Regions from separate parts of the Mus musculus genome. Here regions 1 and 3 are each linked to region 2. The links are chromatin contacts, called in public HiChIP or PLAC-seq and promoter capture Hi-C maps. All regions are on one chromosome and are shown on one strand. The core of a region is the stretch at or near the end of the contact, and the rest is flanking DNA. Distances in the headings are between cores, read along the strand shown. Region 1 overlaps Igfn1 (immunoglobulin-like and fibronectin type III domain containing 1). Region 2 holds the start of Gpr25 (G protein-coupled receptor 25). Region 3 holds the start of Pkp1 (plakophilin 1).

Region 1 (4,282 bases), core at 671-3,170, 300 kb after region 2:
CACACACACACACACACACACACACACACACACACACACACACTTTATGACTTTTGCTTATTCCACAGTCCCCATGGTGGGTAGGTAGTGCTGCTCTTGTTCCCATTTAACAGACAAGGAACAAGAAATCTGTGCTGGTGTCGTTCCCAACTAAGAGTTATAATTCAGCATAGAGACATAGACTCCAGCCCCCAGACACAATGGAGCACAAAAGGTTCTCAACTGGAAATACCAGCTGTCAAGGATTATGGGATAGTTAGGGGTTGGCAAGTTGGTGGGTGAGTTGAGGGGGTAGCCAGGGACCCACAGTTCTGCAGAAACCCCTAAGTGAAAGAAGCCCCAAGACTCCTTGGTTGGAAGACTCCTCAGAGGAAGATGCCACACTCCTGAAACTTCCATGGTGCTTGCCCAGGACCCCCAGGGCCTGTGCGGGATCTACAGGTTACAGACACATCAAACACTAGCATCACCGTGAGCTGGATGGTGCCGGATGCCCGGGATGCTGATGAAGCCCAGGGATATATTGTGGAGTTGTGTGGTTCAGACAGCCATCAATGGAGCCCATGTCACGTGGGAACTGTGCCGGGCACCACCTTCACAGCCAAGGGGCTTCGGCCGCAAGAAGGCTACTTTGTGCGGGTGACAGCAGTTAATGATGGGGGCCGGAGCCAGGCCACTTCCCTGGACACATTGGTTCATGCCATGCCGGCCACTGGTGAGTGACACCTCCTTTCCCCACCATGAATCCTACAGACCCTTCCTGAGAGGCACTGCTATGCAGTCATCAGTTGCCTTCTTAACAGAGGGGTGGCAGGGAGCACTGAGCTAAGCGGACCCCTTTTAGAAATGTGTTCTCATTACAGCTCCAGGGATGACCACAAAGGCCCGAGATGCTTCACCCAGGGTCTCCCCATTGTTATGACACAGAACCATGATTTAAAACAAGTGACTCCGAGGAGTGGGCACTGCTTGGTTTGAGACAGCACATCCCCCAGCTCCCTGTTACCGCAAGGCAGATTGTGTTTCCCTTTGGGACTTAATCACTAGAAGCAGATCCTTTCTCTTTGCGAGCCATACCAATCCTCTCTAGTTGTCACTGTGACAATAAGGAGACAATAAAAAGCCAAGAGCTCCTGAGTCCAGAATCTTAGATTCTTGTCCTGGCTCTGATCTTCAATGGATGTCACCCCATTAAAAGATGTCACCCACCCTTCCCGGATAGCAACTTTGATTGTCCCACAAGACTGTCCCTGTCTCCCAGCCTTTTTTCTCCAACACACCCTTCCAAGCACTCTCTGTCAGGCCATTGGTTCAGCCTTCGATCTGCATCCTAGGTGAGCTAGCTGCTCACTGTGGAGGGAGGTGACAAGCCATCTTGTGTGTTCTAGTCTGTCCCAGGTTCCTCATGGACTCCGGCACAAAGGATACCCTGATGGTCAGGGTTGGGGACAGTATTCGCGTTCCTCTCTCCTTTGAAGTGAGTAGACCTGAAGCAGTGTGTGGCAGGCATGGGGGGGGGGTGTCACTGAGCAACCAGGAAACTAGACGATCGTGGAGTGTTCCTTCTTCTTCCTTATTATTCTTTAACCTTAGTCATAGACTTTGACTTGTCTCCTAAATAAGGTCCAATGTGAGGTGGGTAGGGAGGAAAATGGTTTTTGAAGCCAAGCTTGTATTTGGCCTCATGCTGCTGAGTGAACAGGGGTTACACACCCCTCTAGTGGTCACTTCAAATATTACACCTCCAAATTAGACCATCTCCTCTCCCCTTCTTAGTCCCAGAACTGAGGGAGCCGGCAAGGTAGATAATCATTTTTGCCTTTAGAATATATTTTTGTGCAAGTGAATGATCAGAGTCTGACTCAGGATGGTCCCCAGCCAATGTCAACACCACACAACTCTCCGTACAGTCACTAGTGTGGTAGTAAACACAGATTGCCTGATGCCGTCACCGCTCACTAATTTGACTCCTCATCTCTCACATGGTACTGAGTTCTTCAGTCTCTTACCAAAGAGACTAAGCTTACCAAAGGGCTGAGAAAGTGGTGGTAGCAACCTGGATGCTGTGCTCTGTGCTTTCCGCGCATCGTTGATGCCTAAATCCTTAGGACACCCCCATAGGCAACTTACTATTAGCATTCTCAGGTGCACACGATGGGGGTCCCATAGGCAGTGGGTAGCATCATCATCCCGCAGCTGAAGAGAGTTCTCACTGTTACATTATAGGCCTGACACTCAGATACAGATAAATCTTTTTTAAAGATTTATTTATTTATTTTTATGTAAATCAGTATATGGTTGTAAACCATCATGTGGTTGCTGGGAATCAAACTCAGGACCTCTGCTATTTGTCACTGTCTTCAGACGCACCAGAAGAGGGTGTCAGATCTCATTATGGGTGGTTGTGACCCACCATGTGGTTGCTGGGATTTGAACTCAGGACCTTCAGAAGAGCAGTCAGTGATTTTTTTTTTTTTTGAGACAGGGTTTCTCTGTGTAGCCCTAGCTGTCCTGGAACTCACTTTGTAGACCAGGCTGGCCTCGAACTCAGAAATTCGCCTGCCTCTGCCTCTGCCTCCCAAGTGCTGGGATTAAAGGCGTGAGCCACCTGCTCTTAACCAGCCCTGCCAGCTCCTTTCCTAAGCCTGCCACTCTCCTCTCCTCTCCAGTCACCACAGTTCCAGGCCAGATGCATAGTCTACTTCCTGCAGCCTCTCTCTATTGCAGGAACTCCCGAGACACCCCTAGCTTGCCTTGGGGGGAAGGAATACTCTCGTCCCAATGAGTCTCTTCTCACTCCCACCAAGTACGCTCATGTAAATCCAGAACTAGCTGCACTGTCCTAACTGCAGCACCTCGCTCAGTGAAGTCTAGATGTCTGCGTGGGGGTGAGGCTGAGGGCCAGAACCGTTTTACTGAGCCTCCCAGCTAAGCCTCTCTTCCTATCCCAGCATCCTTCCATACCTACCAGCTAGCCCCACACATCGCTACCTCCCTGAGAGCCTATTCCTCGTTGATCCCCATGTGCTCAGGCGCATCTCTTCCTGCCTAGAATGGTCCTTCTTGCCCTTCTACACTGGGCCCAGCTTATATACTTTTTCTTTTACAAAATTTCCTCCATGGAGAGCAAAGGTCAGGGAGGAAGCAATCACAAAGAACAGGAGCAAGAGGGTGACGGCCTTAAGGGAAGAAAGAAAAAATCAGCATGCTTTTTCGAGCGCACTCGAGTGCGTGCCTGTGTGCATGCGTGTGTGTGTGTGTGTGTGTGTGTGTGTGTGTGTGTGTGTGCGCGTGCGTGCATGCACGAGTGTGTGTGAGAGAGAATTGTGTACAATGAAAGCAGAAGGACTATAGCAGTGAATATCAGGAAGATTCAGTGATACATACACAATAAAATGTCATCAATAAGCCTATTATTTTATATGCTAACTACATAATTTATTTGAACAGACACTTTAAAAAAACAAATGAACAAACAAAAAACCTTCCTCTTCTCAATTTGAGCTTGCCCTTGGTTCTCAGGCTGCCCCCATGCCTGAGGTGACCTGGCTGAAGGACGGCTTGCCCTTGCCCAAAAGAAGTGTGACCACTGTGAAGGCTGGCCTCACGCAGCTTCTGATCCCTGCAGCTAGCCTCTCGGACTGTGGCCGATACACCGTGATGCTGAGGAACCTACAGGGGAAGGAAGCTACCCACAGCTTCTTCATCAATGTAGCAGGTGAGGCCGCTCAGCCAGGGAGCTCTCACCAGGGTGTGAAGGCTGCATCTGTCCTGGGCGTAGCTCCTTGTGCTGAGTGTGCAAGGTGACCACACTGTTGAGCCTACACACTTCAAGGCTCAGAGGCCAGGTAGAAGGAGAGTCCCTGAAAGCCCCGATGTTCTGACCTATGAACTTAAAGATACCACACCCTTACCTCTTATCTGTGGGGGTGTTTGTTTGTTTTTGTTTGTTTTGAGTCCAAGAGCAAAAATGGCCCCCAGCATTGCGTCACTAAAGGATACCATGGGGAGAATCTGCCCACGACCCTGGTGCAAGTTAAGATTGTCCCTTCCCTGGAATGACTCTCGTTCCCAGCCTGGAATGTTCAGAAATGCAGGAAGACTAACCGCAGGCATTTGTGATTTGATTTTATGAAAACTCTAACTTCTGTCCCTGTCCCATCATTTTATCTATTAAAAAGGTGAATAAGTAATTTTTTTGGAAGTCATCTGTGCTGGTGGGTACCTATAATCCCAGATGTGGGAGACTGAGACAGAACTCAGCGTTAAGGCTAGCCTGGGT
Region 2 (4,244 bases), core at 266-2,765:
CTGTATCTCCTGACACATCCTCTCTTTTCTGTCCCTAGTGTCAATAACTATGTCACTCAGTGGCAGGACTCTTGCCTAATGAGAGTGAAAGATCTTACCCCCCCTAAAATAAAACAACCACCATCTAACTCCTTCATGAATACAACAGCCCCCTGTGGAGTCCCTGTGGCTTGATGAGCCTTCCCCCTCTGTGACTCATACAGTCCTGCCAAATCAGACTGATGCCCAAAGCCTTCAGGATCAGGCCACAGCCTGCCAGTGTCTTCCTGCATGTCTCAGTATACTTGCTTTTTTATCCCTTCCTGGGCTGGCTCATCCTCTCTGCTTTGCCATTCCTTTTGACCTTTAACCCCTTCCTAGACCCGACCTGAACTGTCGCCCCTTCTGCGGACCTTTTCCCCGAAGCATGAACAGCTCCTCCTTCTAAGCGCTGAGTGGACGTGGTTTTAAACCTGTACCACAGTTTGACTGATGGCAGGCTGGCCGTTGCACACACAGCCTGTGTCTCTCCCCTCCTCGAGAAGGGATCTGAGGTCAAGAATGCATTTCTTGCAATGCAGAGGAAGCCAGTGCCTGCTGCACAGAGAGGTCCCCTGAGAGTGGAATGGGAAGGAACAAAGCTTAGACATCCTGCACCCCTTTAGCCACAAACCCTTTCCCATCAGTTCACAAGAACTCTCAGAGCTACTGTCTCATGATTTAGAATAGCAAATCTGTTGGATTGTTAGGGGCCATTTTGTGTCATCTTTTGTATAGAGGTTATAACCCTGTTTGACTTATCAGCTAGATTTTGAAGTATGGGGAGGAGGAGGAGGAGGGTTAACCCAGGGGCCTGGCCCCCTTCCAGCAGGGCCACCTGATTACACTTTCTGTCTCTAGCTTAGACCCTTTCCACACGGCTCCATGAGGCCTGGACCAGGACAGAAGTGTCACTCCAGGTGACACGTCTAGTCTTTTATCCTAGGAGGCTATTAATTAGTCCAAGAACTGTGGTGCCAATTCTTGATCGGGCACCAAGGGAATCTCCCTCAACCTTCAGACCCCTTCAAGTGCTACACAGCAGAGCAGATTAGAGAAGGAAGCCGAGGCGTTGCCCTCCCTCAGAAACCCTCATGCCTGGTCTGTCTCCCCACCCTCCACCCCCCCTCTAAAAACTAGAAAAGAAACGCCTGGTGAGAATCGAGAACAGGTTAGGGCTCTACGGCACCCACTGCCCCTTGCACCCTATCTCAGAGTCCCACTCCCTTCCCCCAGATACTAGGCCAAGCACCCAGAAATGATGAGCCACCAATTCTGAGTGGCCGCAGTTCTCTCAGCCCTAAGGACATCTCACAATACCCAGTTGTGCCCTTCCCTTTGGGTCAGCCCCAACTTGGAAGGTAACATCACCACCACAGAGGCCTGCCCCTCCCAGCCCCACACTCTTCTCACCCCAAAGCCTCGGCCTAGGGTGGCAGGAAGGGAGGGAGGGAGGTGCTGGGCACAGGCTGTGAAAAGCAAACCCCCTCCTGCTCAGAGAGGGCAGCCGCCCTGCGCCAGGATGCACGCCGGCCCGGTGACCCCGGCCATGCAGTCCACCGAACCCTGGAGTCCTAGCTGGGGCACGTTGTCCTGGGACTATTCGGGCTCGGGCTCCCTGGACCAAGTGGAGTTGTGCCCTGCTTGGAACCTGCCTTACGGCCACGCCATCATCCCAGCGCTCTACCTGGCGGCCTTCGCCGTGGGCCTGCCGGGCAACGCCTTCGTGGTGTGGCTACTGAGCCGGCAGCGCGGGCCGCGGCGGCTGGTGGACACCTTCGTGCTGCACTTGGCGGCCGCCGACCTGGGCTTCGTGCTCACGCTGCCGCTGTGGGCCGCGGCAGAGGCGCGCGGCGGCCTCTGGCCCTTCGGCGACGGCCTGTGCAAAGTCAGCAGCTTCGCGCTGGCGGTCACGCGCTGCGCGGGCGCGCTGCTGCTGGCGGGCATGAGCGTGGACCGCTACCTGGCGGTGGGCCGGCCGCTGAGCGCGCGCCCGCTGCGGAGCGCGCGCTGTGTGCGAGCCGTGTGCGGCGCCGCCTGGGCTGCGGCGTTCCTGGCGGGTTTGCCGGCCTTGCTCTACCGGGGACTGCAGCCGAGCCTGGACGGCGTGGGCAGCCAGTGCGCCGAAGAGCCCTGGGAAGCGCTCCAGGGTGTCGGGCTGCTGCTGCTGCTACTGACCTTCGCGCTGCCGCTGGCTGTCACCCTGATCTGCTACTGGCGCGTGTCGCGCCGCCTGCCGCGCGTCGGTAGGGCCCGGAGCAACTCCCTGCGCATCATCTTCACCGTGGAGAGCGTCTTCGTGGGCTGCTGGCTGCCCTTCGGCGTCCTGCGCTCCCTCTTCCACCTGGCGCGGCTCCAGGCGCTGCCGCTGCCCTGCTCCCTGCTGCTGGCTCTGCGCTGGGGTCTGACTGTCACCACCTGCCTGGCTTTCGTCAATAGCAGTGCGAACCCGGTCATCTACCTCCTGTTGGACCGCTCATTCCGCGCCCGGGCCCGGTTCGGGCTGTGCGCGCGCGCCGGGCGCCAGGTGCGCAGGATCAGCTCGGCCTCCTCGCTCTCCAGGGACGACAGTTCGGTGTTCCGGGGCCGGTCCCCGAAGGTGAACTCTGCCTCGGCCACTTGGTAGCCTCCCCGGGATGGCGCAGGTGGAACGGTGCTTCAAAGAGAGGAACCATGTGCTTGCAGATGCGCCAGGGGACTGCCCATCAGCTTTCTCGGAGCTGGCTGTTGGGGCTGGCTGTTCTCACAAACCGATGGGGAAGGATGGGCTATTATATTAGTTTTCTCCAGGGCAAGAAAAGCTGTAGACACTCACCTGGAGAAGCGGGTTCACCTAGTAGATGGGAGGGAAGTGGGTTCTGTTCTCTGCTTCATTCTGTGTAATTCAGCCCAAATATCCAAACCAGACTCTCAAAGGTCCTTCTTGCTCCTGACTGTTCTTGCCCCTACAAAAGCCATTGTCCTTTGAGGAATTTCTTCTCCTGGTCAGCCCTCTAGCAACACCATCTCAAACACCTCTCCCTTCCCCTCCCCTCCCTCTTCCCCTCCCTCTCCCTCTTCACCTCCCCCTCTCCCTCTCTCTCCCTTTTCTCCTCCCCCTCTATCCCCTCTCCCTTTCCCTTTCCCGCTCCCCTCCCTCTTCCCTTTTCCCTCCCCCTCTATCCCGCCCCCCCCCCTTCTCTCCAGTCATCACTATGTTATCTATATTGTTTCTCATCCCCAATTCGGGTTTTCGTTTTCAAAGGCTCACGAAAGACATGGAAACTAACCCTAGCGTGAACAGTCCTGTGAGCAATTTGGTCCTTCCCACCCATTACCTCACACTGGTGTGGCAACCCTTCTCCCATCTAGAGACACCTGTGGGACTCGCCCTGAAAGTAGTTCTGGCCTTCCTTCTGAATGCTGGCATCTGAATTTTTTCAGTGGGTGTTCAGATTTTCCCTCACTCAGCCAGGGACCCCAGGTTTTTCTGTGAACACACATCTCAATAAAAACTTTTGTTGGCCCTAGTTGGCAACCGTGTCTTGATTTGAACATCGAGAGCGAGATGGGTGTCAGAAGGGTGTGTTACACAGTCAGACAAAGCTCAGCTCAGTAGTTCAGGCCCTTCAGGGTGATGGTTTGTGTGACCCTGGTACTGGGAGCGCCAGCTGCACCTGCGAGTGTGGTACTCTCAGCGGGCAGAGGATGACTTAGTCTCATTCTTTTAAAGGACATCGCACATCGAGATAGTGACAAGATGAAAGGAAAAAATGAGGAAGATGCACGGCATCTGCCTGCCAGGTGCCATTTCAAAGAAGAGATGTGTAATTTTGATTTTTAAATGTGGTCCAGGCTCCCCACCCCCACCCCCACACTCTGGGAGCTTTTCCAGTACAAATGTTTAAAATTAACCGTTTCAGTCTCTGGTTTATCCTTTGAGGCTTCCGGAAGGCTTAGAAAGTAAATGTTTTTACTTGAGAGGATTTAGCCTACAAACATTTTGATCAGTGAGGGAAAGACATTCCCTGACTGGGCCGAGAACCAAGTCCTAGACCTTGGAGTTAGCAACACAGACTGGTGTTCAGTGCCAGGTTGGGTCTGAAGGAGGGCATTCTCTTGGGCTATTTAACCTGCTCACCTCTGCTCTCCTCATCTAGCTCCATTGCATTCTCGATAGCATCCGAGACCACTGGTTGGAGTGTATTTAGCATCGCAGCCCACTTTGATCTCATCTTATAGCTGCT
Region 3 (3,860 bases), core at 368-2,867, 340 kb after region 2:
GTGTACAGCATTTAATGCCTATTTTATAGGACTTTTAAGAGAGGCTGGGTAGTGGGAAGGAGAAGCAGTGGCCCAGGAGCCACCAGGCCCGGTTAGAAGAGAGGCTTTGTCACTTACCGGGAACAAGCTGCCTCTCTTCTTACCATTAACATGTGGGGCCAGGCTGTGATGTGTACAGCAGTCTGTGGCTGGATGCAGACTCTCAAACGTGGAGTGGTGATAATGGATTGAAGGTGTCTCACTTTAGTCACCAACAATGGCATGTTTGGGCTCACATCTGTCTCGTTTGTTTGTTTGTTTGTTTGTTTGTTTGTTTGTTTTAAGAACACAACCCTCAAGTATAGCACTGTTTCTAGAGGAAGCTAAGGTCTGCTTTATAGCAATCTGCTGTGCAGGTGGTTCCTGTGACTGACGTCTGGAGAACAGCCGAGCTGCCTGTATGTGGTACCCACCTCTCTGGAAGAGAGGTGACAACCATCACGGGGTTGCAGTCAGTCTCCTTGGTGCATAAGTAGCAACCAGTCTTACTTTGTGATTTCTATGCAGATTAAAGGAGCAAGCAGAAGAGGACTCCTGTGGGCAACAAGGTACAGCTACACCTGAAGGCAAAACCAACGGCATTCAGTCACTGAGACCCTCAACCTAAGCTGACAAGATGTCACGGCTGCGCACATCAGTGATGGACACCCAGAACCAGAAACCCGAGGCATCAAGAAATGCATAAGATATTTCCAGTATAGCTTCAGTGGGTAAAGCAGGGTGTGATGCCTTTAAGAAAGATTGCCATCAAAGTGCTTTTAAGACTCAGCTGCTGTCACACACCAAATGCACTGCTGTGTCACCCTCCATCGCTCAGGAGGGTGCCACATGCTTGAAACATCCCCACACACATCCCAAGGTTGTGTGCACATAGAAGAGAACACACACAGTCCTTGGCACATAGTAGGGAGTTTTTCCAGTAAGGGTCTGAGTAGGTTTCAAGTTAGTGTTTATCTCAACTTCTCATTGGACGCCAGGCATTGGTGTGGGGGTAGTACATGCCTTTTCAGAGAAGGTCCATTATTGACAGGATTTCTGTGTTGGGTGTATCCACAAGTGAGTGTTACTTTGTGGGTTGTTTTGTTTTTTAAGTCTTGCCTTGCCCCTGCCCCTGACTTCACTCCCTTCAAGCTAAAGGCACTCTCTTTGGCCAGTGGCAAAAGATCCCTCATCCATCAGCCTGAGAGCTCCCAAGGAACAGGGCTGGTCTCTGACATGATCTCAATGCTTGAGGGTCGCTTTGCTTTAGGGGGCGAGGGGAGGCGGAGAGGGGGAACTGAGCTAGAAGAGCTCCCTTTTCCTCGACAGAGGTCCCCCGTTGGTCCTTAGCTGAGCACGCACTTTCTCCTGGAGGCAGCAGAAGCAGGACCCAGGGGCGTCTCCCCTGGACGTCACCTGGAGAGGAAGGACGAGCCTGGGAGCATTGCACACCGGGCACTCCCCGCCGCCCAGCACACACACCCCAGCTCCCTCCTGGCAGCCACAGTGCCCTGCAGCTCGCGTCTGAGCGGCGGCCTGCGGAGTGGGTGGCGCAGGGCAGGGGTGGTATATCCTGTCTGACGGAGGGCGGGTCCGGCCAGTGCCTACTGAGGGACGAGCCGGGGCGGAGGCGCCAGGAGCAGCAGCCGGGAGCCCTCACGCGGACCAGCGCTCTATGGCCAAAGGGAGCCGCTGAGAGGAGAACAGGCGCTCGCTCGCACCCCGGCTCGCACTCTCGCTCCCCTGGCCCGCACTCGCACCCTCGGCTCCCCTGGCCCGCGCCTCCCGCCACCATGAACCACTCTCCGCTCAAGACCGCGCTGGCGTACGAATGCTTCCAGGACCAGGACAACTCCACGCTGGCTTTGCCCTCTGACCAAAAGATGAAGACCGGCACGTCGGGCAGGCAGCGCGTGCAGGAGCAAGTGATGATGACCGTCAAACGGCAGAAGTCCAAGTCTTCCCAGTCGTCCACCTTGAGTCACTCCAACCGAGGTAAAGGCGCGCGGGCTGCGCGCGGAGCCCTTGGGACGGTGCGTCCCTCCCGATGCGCTTCCGTCGCCCCGTTGGGGACTGAATGTCAGCCCGCTTTGACGGAGTCTGTGAAGAGTGCCCACATCTCAGCAGTCAGGCCATTGCCACAGGGTGGACCCGGCCGCCCCCAGCTAGCCTGCTGCTGGGGATTGATGGCACGCTGTGGGTCAGGATGGGTAGCTCACTGGGGGACACAGCTGGGATTAACTCCTGAATCCAGATGGCTCTCTTTTCCCAGTCCTGCTTCAGGGGCACCAGCCTCCGATTATCTTCAAGTGTCTGTCCTAAAGTTTCAGACCCGGGTGCTCTCGCCTACCTCTCCCCACATCCTCTCATTCATGTTCCTCAGGCTTTGCAATCGTCAAAACCGGCTTGCGCCCAATAGGAGAGAGACAATAACCCTAGTGAAGGTGGTGTTTGAAGGAGGAAAGGGAGCGACTCAATTACTGTGATGGAGTTTGGTTCAGGAGAGGCATTATGGAATTGGGGGGGGGGTCAGGGAGCGCCCCCTACACACACACACACACACACACACACACACACACACACACACACACACACACACGTCCCTGGGATCCCTTGATATTTTACATAGAGTCTCTAACCAAACCAAAGATGCAAATCTGACTAGAAGACTATCATGGGGCCAGTTCTCTGTTAACAAGGAAGGAGGTGTGAGTGCTCACTCTCTTTCTCTAATCCTTAATACAGAGCCCCCTTCCCCTGACCCACCTTAAGTAGAAAATAGTGTCAAACCGGAACCAAAATGGATTGGGGGGGCACCACTCCCAGTCTCAACTGAGCCCTCTTCACAGTGAGTTTGGGCTTCCAGTCCTGTCCTCCCCGATGGCCCTGATGTGTGAGTGACAAGCCTCAGTTTGGGGGAGGCCAGGAGAAAGGGACCAGGTCCCTGAAGCTGAAGGTGGAAAGTGCACCTGACAAGGTGTTACAGGTGGGAATTTTAGAGTGAAATTTTCATACAAAGGATTCCCAGTAAGAAATATGCTAACCTTTGTTTAACAAATATCATTAGCAAAACTTGAACGTATTTGTTTTTATTATTTAACTAGATGGAGTAAAATGCTAATAAAAGTCCAGGTCAAACATGCTTATAGAGACCTGGTTGGGGGAGGGGGAGGGCGATGGGTAAAGGGACAAGGAAAAAACAAAGGAAGTAGACTTCTGCCACCCCTCCAGCGAGTCAGCAGGCCCACACTCTCTGCCCCTGGCATGTGTCCTCTTTCCTCTGTTCCCTAGTGATCCCTTGGTAGAACTAAGGAAGAGAAAATGGCTGTTGGCACACTCTGCCACCTCCCACACCAAAAAAGCTCTGCTGCTCCCGGTGCCCTTTGCCCCTGTCTGGGCGCCTGGCACCTCTCCTAACAGATGCGCACTCCCTTGCCTAACTCCCCTTTTATTTACCGCCTTTGTCACTGCTTCATTTGAAAGCAGGTTTGCAGTGACAAAGGGCCTCCTGGAGCCACAGCTCAGGGCACAGCTTAAGGCCACCCACTCCTCTCTGCTTAATGCCTGACCTTGTCCCTTTCCACCCCCCACCCCCCTCTTCACACCCCCTCCCCCCTGCTCTACCTGTCTCAGCTTCCAGATCCTAGAGCCAGGAAAATCTCAAACCTGGGTTCAGGGCCCAAACATCCCTTCTCCCTAACCTATCAGGGCGTTCCCTGACATCTGTCATCTCAAAGTGCTGCTTCTAGCTTGGGCTTTGTGGGTAGCCATCTGATGATGTCTCTACCAAAGGTCCCCCAAGGGGATTCATCCAGGTGAAGGCTTAGGGCTGACCCTGATGC

What was found. Promoter capture Hi-C pulls out the DNA fragments that hold promoters and counts their contacts. HiChIP or PLAC-seq counts read pairs in DNA pulled down with a chosen protein or histone mark.
Region 1: an HNF4G HiChIP or PLAC-seq map of pancreatic cancer cells shows a contact between it and region 2. The contact joins the enhancer-like site here to the promoter of Gpr25 in region 2. A contact is called at or near these places in 7 of 39 promoter capture datasets (the 3T3-L1 cell line, the C10 cell line, cranial neural crest and 4 more), 1 of 115 datasets of contacts at active chromatin or transcription factors (pancreatic cancer cells) and 1 of 9 other capture datasets (liver).
Region 3: a contact with region 2 is called in a promoter capture Hi-C map of embryonic stem cells, with 3 times the contacts expected there. The contact joins the promoter of Pkp1 here to the promoter of Gpr25 in region 2. A contact is called at or near these places in 9 of 39 promoter capture datasets (the 3T3-L1 cell line, cranial neural crest, embryonic stem cells and 3 more), 1 of 484 Hi-C or Micro-C datasets (embryonic stem cells), 1 of 115 datasets of contacts at active chromatin or transcription factors (bone marrow-derived macrophages) and 1 of 9 other capture datasets (macrophages).

The regions. Positions count from the first base shown.
Region 1 is chr1:135,956,134-135,960,415 of GRCm38.p6, reverse strand. It overlaps Igfn1 (immunoglobulin-like and fibronectin type III domain containing 1), which reads left to right. Exons shown (of 27, transcript NM_177642.3): 22 at 413-715; 23 at 1,389-1,477; 24 at 3,523-3,718. Among named protein-coding and RNA genes, the nearest start is that of Pkp1, 39 kb to the right of the region's middle. Within about 2 kb of position 1,920, at least 3 of the 459 cell types and tissues checked have an H3K27ac peak or open chromatin away from gene starts, as enhancers often do. A contact at or near this core is called in pancreatic cancer cells, where this site is marked.
Region 2 is chr1:136,258,197-136,262,440 of GRCm38.p6, reverse strand. It overlaps Gpr25 (G protein-coupled receptor 25), which reads left to right and starts at 1,515. Exons shown (of 1, transcript NM_001101516.2): 1 at 1,515-3,527. The coding sequence starts at 1,568. The coding sequence ends at 2,644.
Region 3 is chr1:135,916,964-135,920,823 of GRCm38.p6, reverse strand. Pkp1 (plakophilin 1) reads left to right here and starts at 1,617. Exons shown (of 14, transcript NM_019645.3): 1 at 1,617-2,013. The coding sequence starts at 1,812.